2 separate regions of the Zea mays genome follow, and region 2 is linked to region 1. Evidence: chromatin contacts called from public Hi-C data. All regions are on one chromosome and are shown on one strand. Each heading gives the region's core, a stretch centred on a gene start, on an enhancer-like site or on the middle of the called end of the contact. The rest is flanking DNA. Distances are from core to core; before and after follow the strand shown.

Region 1 (3,845 bases), core at 740-3,239:
AAAAGGGAGTGTTATATTGTTGCCCAAGGGCATCTCCTCCAGCAGCTATCTGAACCCCAGGAGTGGCATGGATAAATGCTGGGCTTGACGGTGCTGGTGACCAAGATGCAGGATTCACTGATATAAATCCTATTACAAAGTCAGGATGTTGCTCGGCAATCTTTACAGCCGCAGCAGTGTAGTCTCCATAAGCAAGGTTGCCAGCTGAGCTCATTTCAGCAAGCAAAAGTAGGCCCCTTCCTTTAGGCAAACCCTTCAATGCCAGAAGACAACAGTGACTGTGAGCAACGCAATGCATGAGCTATTAGCAGCTGCAAATTAACTATTATCTTTAACTCAGTAATTGTGTAAGACCTATGCATATATGTCATGAAATACCTTGAGCTTCAAGCCATCTACAATCCCAGGTCCAGGAACTATATGCGCATTAATAATATCCGCCCAGTCTAAGATGCGGAATATACCTCTGAACCGAAGTAAAGAAAATGCCAACTATGTCACACAAATGTATGTATAAGAAGGAAAATAAATTAAATAGTTATAGTTCCTTTTTCTCACCCTTCAGATTGCATAGTTACTGTGTTCCCAATGTCAGCAAACTTGCGGTCTTCAAAGATCAGAAAGTTGTGCTTCCCAGCAATCTTCAATTGAAAGTTAAGAATCAGCACAATACTGAATCAGCTATGCGGTAACCAGATGCAGAGTATAACTTCAGCAATCGGAACAGGAATACACAAAACGCCTCTAGTAATGAATAAAATAAAATCAAGCTAAAAGAACCAAGTAAATTGGCCTGGTATAGGGATTTTGCCTTTCATTTATGGACAACCCATTCCGATTACACATAATGATACTGTGTATACATGATAATGAAAGCACCGACATCTGATTTGAAACAAAGTACAACTTCAGGACTCTAACTGGGCGATTATGGACACTGACATCCTTATGATCAGTAACACTACAACAAAAAGATAAGGAAACTGCTGTCAGAAGAGAACATACTGTGCGAAGGTTGGCCCCAAAATCTGGTGTAAAATCAGACAAGATATCAACATGTGTTTTCAGCATACAAATCTCTGGACCAACCTAAACAAGTGGGGCAAACAAATCAAAACAATGTTAGCAAATAGTAGGAGAGCATCGCAAATACACAATAACTAGTAGCATATATATGTGTGTATACATACCTTGTCAGCAAGCTCAAGTAGCTCCTTGGCTGTCCCAACATCAGCCGCGACACACAAGTTGCTCTGCTTCGCCTCCATCACCTCGAACAACCTCCTCCCCATGGGGTTCGTGGCCAACCCCGCCCTCTCCGCAAACGACTTCCTCCGAGCAGTAGCCGACGGCTTGGGTGGCCCAGCAGGCACCCCGGGCACCGCCACCTTCCTGTTGGCTTGGAGGAACCGCCTGACCTCCGCGATCTTCTCCTCGCCGACCTTCCCGTGCCTCGCCAGCACGGCGAGCATCTCCGTGAGGGTCATGAGCGAGTGCAGCGCGACCCCGCTAGCGGCGAGGTTCTCGCGCCCACCTTGCTCGCGGTCGATGACGACGACGGCGTCGGCGACCACGAGCCCCTCGGCGCGGAGCGGGGCGACGGTCTCGAGCACGGAGGCGCCGCTGGTAACGAGGTCCTCGACGATGAGCACGGTCTGGGCGGCGCGGAAGGCGCCCTCGACGCGCTTGGTGTCGTAGCGGCTGAGCAGCATGGGCACGGAGGCGGCGACGGAGAGCGCGGCCGCGAAGGGCAGCGCTGTGTAGGGCACGCCGCAGAGAAGGTCGTAGGGGCGCGTGGCCGGGAGCGCGCCGAGGAGGGACGCGACGGAGGCGAGCAGGCGCGGGTGGGAGACGAGCACGCGCAGGTCCAGGTAGATCGGGGAGGTGATCCCGGACTTGAGCACGAAGGTGCCCAGCTTCACGGCCTCCACCGCGTGCAGGTCCAGGATCAGCGCCTCCTTCGCGGCGGCGTCCATGGTGTTGGTGGGCGGCGTGTGTGTAGTGGCCGACTGTGCTGCGCGAACGGGGGAGAAAAGTTCTTGACTCGACATTTTTCTCTGTGGAAATGAGTACGTGTAGAAATGCTCTTCTACCAACACACACAAGCCGACAACCAAGCTAGCTTGTGCTCGTCGGTCGTCGCGATCGCGATTGTCCGAGTCACCAGAGAGAAAGCGTCCCGGAGAAGATTGATGCCCGCCCACACCGGAGCGGCAGAATGCGCCAACGGCAGAAAACTTGCCACCAGCACGTGGAAATTTTTTGCAGCGGAATCTGGACGAGGCGGCATGGCAAGCCCCAAGGCGCAAGCTGCGGCAAGCAATCGCGGCGGCAGTGGCTACCGACCAGCATTGTCACCAAACAAGCACGGAGTTGGGGCAAGTGAAATTACGCGGAGGCCACTTCACCCCGAGAGAAATCTAAACCCAGGGTGTAGAGATGTTATTCGGAAGAACACGTGGAGGAGTCGTACGATTCTCAACATCGACAGCATCAGGAGCTAACCTAAGAGGAGTGCCAATAAGACACAGCCATTACAACTCGTCGGATTCATTGCATACACCATCTTATTATGGATAACCGTATACGTTGATTTTATCTAAGTATACGTTTGTTTGCCTACTTGTTGTAGACATAAGCTACATGAACGATAATGGAGCATGCTCTGGATGAATCTCCTCTACAATGATTCTGATTGCATACAGTTAGGTCCTCACAATTGTAAGATCTTGTTGGGATATTCTCATTTCACATGGAATTGCTAGGGATTTGAACTCACTCAATCACGTTCAATTAAGATGAACAAATTAGCCATAAGTAGGGACCTTTCCATGTTAGACATTGTTCGGTTATTACTATCCCATATATATTGGATGTGATTGAAAAAATTTATGAAAGATTTTGACTTGTTCGAGATTAAAACCCACTCAATTCATATTTAATCTCACTCAATCCATATGGATTGAGATCAAAACGAACATGCCCTTGTTATGCCAATTGCCTGGATTTGCCCTTATTATGCTTGGAATGCTCACGGCGCCCTCCTCATAGCAAGCTGTTCTTGTATGCCTGCCACCCTTGCACCCGGTACTCACATGCCGTCTTCAAAGGATCGCTCGCCTTTATAATCCCGCGCCCAACTATGATTATGTCACTGCCCCTGTAATTTATCACCTGAATCGCAAATCGATATGTATCATATCAATGGAATGTGATCGTGGTGGGGGGTAAGTGATCAAACTCTCATAAGCACTGGTATATAACAAACTAATGGCTAGTTTGGCAACCCCGTTTTTCCAAAGATTTTCATTTTTCCAGGAGAAATTAGTTCATTTTCCCTTGAAAGAAAATAAGAATTCCTCAGGAAAATGGAGTTGCCAAACTAGCCCTAAAAACATTAAGATGTACCAATAAACACCAATATTCCAACGGCCACACAAACAAACAGTACATGCACAGTTGTACTTACAGACTCAGGATTGTTGTATTGTTGCCCAAGATCATCTCCTCCAGCGGCCATCTGAACTCCAGGTGTGGCATGGATAAACGCCGGGCTTGATGGTGTTACTGACCAAGATGCGGGATTAACTGATATAAATCCCATCACAAAGTCAGAATGTTGCTCAGCGATCTTTACAGCAGCAGCAGTGTAATCTCCATGAGCAAGATTGCCGGCAGAGCTCATCTCAGCGAGCAGAAGTAGCCCTCTTCCTTTAGGCGAACCCTTCAAGGCCAGAACACGACAGTTGGTGTGAGTACCATGATTCATTAGCTATTTTTATATGCAAAAGCAACTTATTCAAGTCAGTATTAATAGTTGCCATGCAAGTACATGAAGCATAAGA
Region 2 (3,845 bases), core at 355-2,854, 250 kb after region 1:
CAGACGTAGCTAAACCATCACCGGTGTTGTTAACAGACTGTTCCTTCTCCACAGATTCAGCACTAAGCTCAATCCTCTGTTCTTGCACCCTGTCTCTCTGAACCTCTTCCTGTTCTATCTCATTTGCGTTGTTGTTCCTTTTTCTATACCACCGATTCCCTCTTTCCATAATAATCCATAAGCAGGTTATTAGGTTCTTATTGTAGATTTTTTTGGCTTTTTATCCACTACCCTTGGAACTGGGTGAATATTTACTCAATAAATAAGATTATATAAACTAGAACCCTTGGAACTGGGTGAATATTTACTCAATAAATAAGATTATATAAACTAGAATATATAACATGGATTGTATAATTTATACAAAATAAGGCAGTTTATATAATCCTAGAAGGAAACAAACGGACCTTAGTCATCTGCATCACTAAACTTTTCTGCATTACCTAGCCACATTACTATAGATTGACCATATTTACTGAAAAGCATTGGTGTTGCTGATTTCTGCAGGGAATGGGTAATGTTGGCCTTACACCGCCACCGCCACAGCACCCGCCGCCTCGAGGAGGCTCGGCAACACAGTGACCATCCCTGGAGCAAAACAAGGATTGTACTGAACCTAAACTTTCTCGTGACACTAAATTTGTAGCATGTAAATCCATCTCGAGCAATATCAGCGTGTCTAGACTCCCGCAAATCACGAGGGATTTCTTCACGATTATTGCTCAGGCAGCTAGGATTTTTGCTATCTCGTGCTGTGGTTTACAACTGGGGGCCTTCTGTCATGTGCCTCATTTGTACTGTAATTCGAATCGTGCCTTTACTTGCCGGCTGCTTAGATGTTGAACATAGAGAATTCTTTCCCTCAGTTTTGAGAAGCGTGAACTTCACTTGTGCCAGTTATTGCATGTGTACTTTACGAGTTGTTGACAGACGATGGCAGTCAATACGTGTGATATCCTGACCCCGGTTGACAGTAGAATTGATTGGCCTAAGGCTTAATAGAATTGATAGTGTATTCATATCAACAAGATGTATTTTCTTTTTTTAAGTCTGTCTTGAAAAAATCTTCAAATTAAGGGTGCTTGACGAGCAATTTGGGACGTGTGATCGATCGGTAAGTTTTTTGGGTGTGTATGAGTGAACATAAAGTACACATAAAAGATATGTGTTGGTTTGTGGGAATAATATATGATTCTATAGAACTGACATGAGTAAGTATAGCTGGTCCAGAAGTGAATGGAGTGTTACAATATGAGATCTATCGCATGTGCAATCTTGTGACACGAGATGGTTTTTCTTTACAAAAAATTGTGCAATCTTGTGGCACAAGATGTTTTTTCTTTTAAAAAAAACACAGTTTACGTTAAACTGACGCCAGCACCATTATTTGCTGGTGCATTGTGCTATCGTGCAAAACAGGTCAAACATTTGAAAGGCTGCATCGGACGCATCCATGGTGGCCTACACCACATCCATCGTCTTCAGTCGTGCTCTCAGCCACATCCAACCGCATGGGCATTACCACAGCTTGGCCCACCTATCAAGGCTTACAGAGTTTCCTTAAATGGGTTCTCCCCTTGTGATCTGGGCTGCGCTGCTAAGGCCGGCCCGTTTCGTCTTGTGATGCTGCGGGGCTGGCGACAACCACCAGCAGCATCGAAGACAGGAGGAGAAAGGAGAGGTGGTGGGGCGATGGCAGCGACTGCGGCGGAGGGGGTGGCCGCGACGGCGCTGCGAGCCGTGCTGGGGCGGGCGGGTATGGCGGCGGAGCGGTCGGGGTGCGCCGCGGAGGCGGTACGGGTTGTGGCGGTGGGGAAGACCAAGCCTGTTTCGATGCTGCGGCAGCTATACGACGCGGGCCACCGCTGCTTCGGCGAGAACTACGTGCAGGAGTTCGTCACCAAGGCCCCCCAGGTGCTGTCTGGTCTCCATTTCGATTGTTTCGTTCGCTTTTTGCATCTTTGCAGCGCATCCATCGTGTGGAGGTGGAGTGGAGGGAAATGAACGATTTGCTCTCGCCGTGTTTTGCAGCTTCCGCAAGATACCCGGTGGCATTTTATCGGGCACCTGCAGAGCAACAAAGTGAAACCACTGTTAGGTGTGCATATATTTTTTTCAATTGTATACGGAGTTAAAGAGTAAGTTAACCTGCATCAACAAAGCTATAAGCATCCTTCAAAAAGAAAAGGAAAGCTGGTTTGTTCACGAGTAGTTAGAAATTGAAGTTCTAAATGTTATTTTTATTTAGTGTTTGCCACTTACGTCACCTTGTAATGAAGAGTTAGTTATGGAAAGTTGTTCTTGCTTAGCACCATCATGACAATTAGTAGTAATATAGTTACTAAGCAGTGTACAGTATATGAAAAGCCGAAAATGATAAGAATAAGATTATCAACACAATTCTTTCATGGTGCTTTTCTTGACATTGTCTCGCGTTTGTATTGCCAGAATGCCAGTTAAGCCTTGTCTATCCTTTTTTTTCAGCTGCTGTTCCAAATCTTGATATGGTTGAGGGCGTAGACAATGAAAAGGTAAGCAATCGGCAACAAGTACTGTTCCTTCTATTATTTATCTAATGTATGTACAAAAGATGGAGACTAATAGCTTAATGCTTGTTAAGTTATTATTTAGTCAGGTTCTTGTATCTGTTACCTGCAATTGTGGATTTCTGTATTAAAACATAGACTCCACAACTTTCAGATTGCTAACCACCTAGATCGAGCTGTCAACAGTTTGGGAAGGCAGCCTTTGAAAGTTTTGGTTCAAGTGAACACTAGTGGAGAAGAATGTGAGTGCATAATAAGTATTGAGAAATCAGAACTCTTATCTCTTGATTAATTTTCCCGAACAAAGCACTTGTGCTATTTGTTTCCACATTTGCCTTGATCTGATAGATTATAATTGATATTCTTTCATTTTGCAACCAATTGCTATATCAGAAGTCAGTTTATTACTTCAGAAGCATACCTTAAATTACAAGTGACAAGTTTGGAAAATAAAAAGTAAAAGCGAACTTATGACCAAGTTCAAATTATTATCATTCTGCAATGTCCACATTCATCTTTCATATAATTAGCTTACCACGCAGCTGCAGGTTCATGGACTAAACATTTTCTTTTGTTCAGCTAAATCTGGAATCGATCCCTCCAAATGTGTCGACCTTGCTAAGCATGTGAAACTAGCATGCCCACACCTAATATTTTCAGGTCTGATGACAATAGGTATGAAAGACTACTCGTCAACACCAGAAAATTTTAAGGTGGGTGCTTATCCAGTCTTACTTCGTCGCAAACAACAACGAGCATTTTGCGTTGGCTTTCATAACCTGTTGTTTTGAGTGCTTTGAATACAGGCATTGGTTAATTGTAAGCTTGAAGTTTGCAAGGCCCTTGACATACCAACAGAACAGTTTGAACTCTCCATGGGAATGTCTGGTGACTTTGAGCAAGCGGTTTGTAATATAATCATTCTCATTCTTTGCATAGGAATGCTGAAACAAGACTACACAATCCTGGAGTTCCATCAACTAATGTTAACTTTATGCAGATTGAGATGGGCAGCACGAATGTGAGGATTGGATCAACCATTTTTGGACCAAGGGAGTATCCAAACAAAAGGCAGAACTAGTGAGATTCAACGCATAAGTGTCATCTCAATACCCAGTCCTCTTGATTAACCTTTTGCCTATGTAAGCATGATGCTATGTATAAATGCACATGTGAATAGGTAACATGTACAACCTCATACAACACTGTTTGCAGGGGGAGGGGGGGGAACTCTCCATACAACAGTACGGCACTGTATAAGAAATTTTGTGACATGGCCTTGAATAGAAATTTCATAAA

What was found. A called contact is a pair of places that touch in the nucleus more often than the background predicts.
Region 2: a Hi-C map of ear shows a contact between it and region 1, with 5 times the contacts expected there. The contact joins the promoter of LOC100286142 here to the promoter of LOC100382013 in region 1. A contact is called at or near these places in 6 of 25 Hi-C or Micro-C datasets (bundle sheath, ear, endosperm and 2 more).

What each region holds. Positions count from the first base shown.
Region 1 is chr3:151,045,244-151,049,088 of Zm-B73-REFERENCE-NAM-5.0, forward strand. LOC100382013 reads right to left here and starts at 1,990. Exons shown (of 6, transcript NM_001174779.1): 1 at 1,191-1,990; 2 at 1,006-1,089; 3 at 559-641; 4 at 379-466; 5 at 1-253. The coding sequence starts at 1,976. It overlaps LOC732794, which reads right to left. Exons shown (of 7, transcript NM_001112411.1): 6 at 3,470-3,724; 7 at 2,850-3,174. The coding sequence ends at 3,046.
Region 2 is chr3:151,300,482-151,304,326 of Zm-B73-REFERENCE-NAM-5.0, forward strand. LOC100286142 (pyridoxal phosphate enzyme) reads left to right here and starts at 1,605. Exons shown (of 7, transcript NM_001159030.2): 1 at 1,605-1,914; 2 at 2,032-2,098; 3 at 2,485-2,531; 4 at 2,701-2,788; 5 at 3,126-3,259; 6 at 3,353-3,451; 7 at 3,547-3,845. The coding sequence starts at 1,693. The coding sequence ends at 3,627. It overlaps LOC100381986 (WD repeat-containing protein 33), which reads left to right. Exons shown (of 18, transcript NM_001174756.1): 18 at 508-930. The coding sequence ends at 582.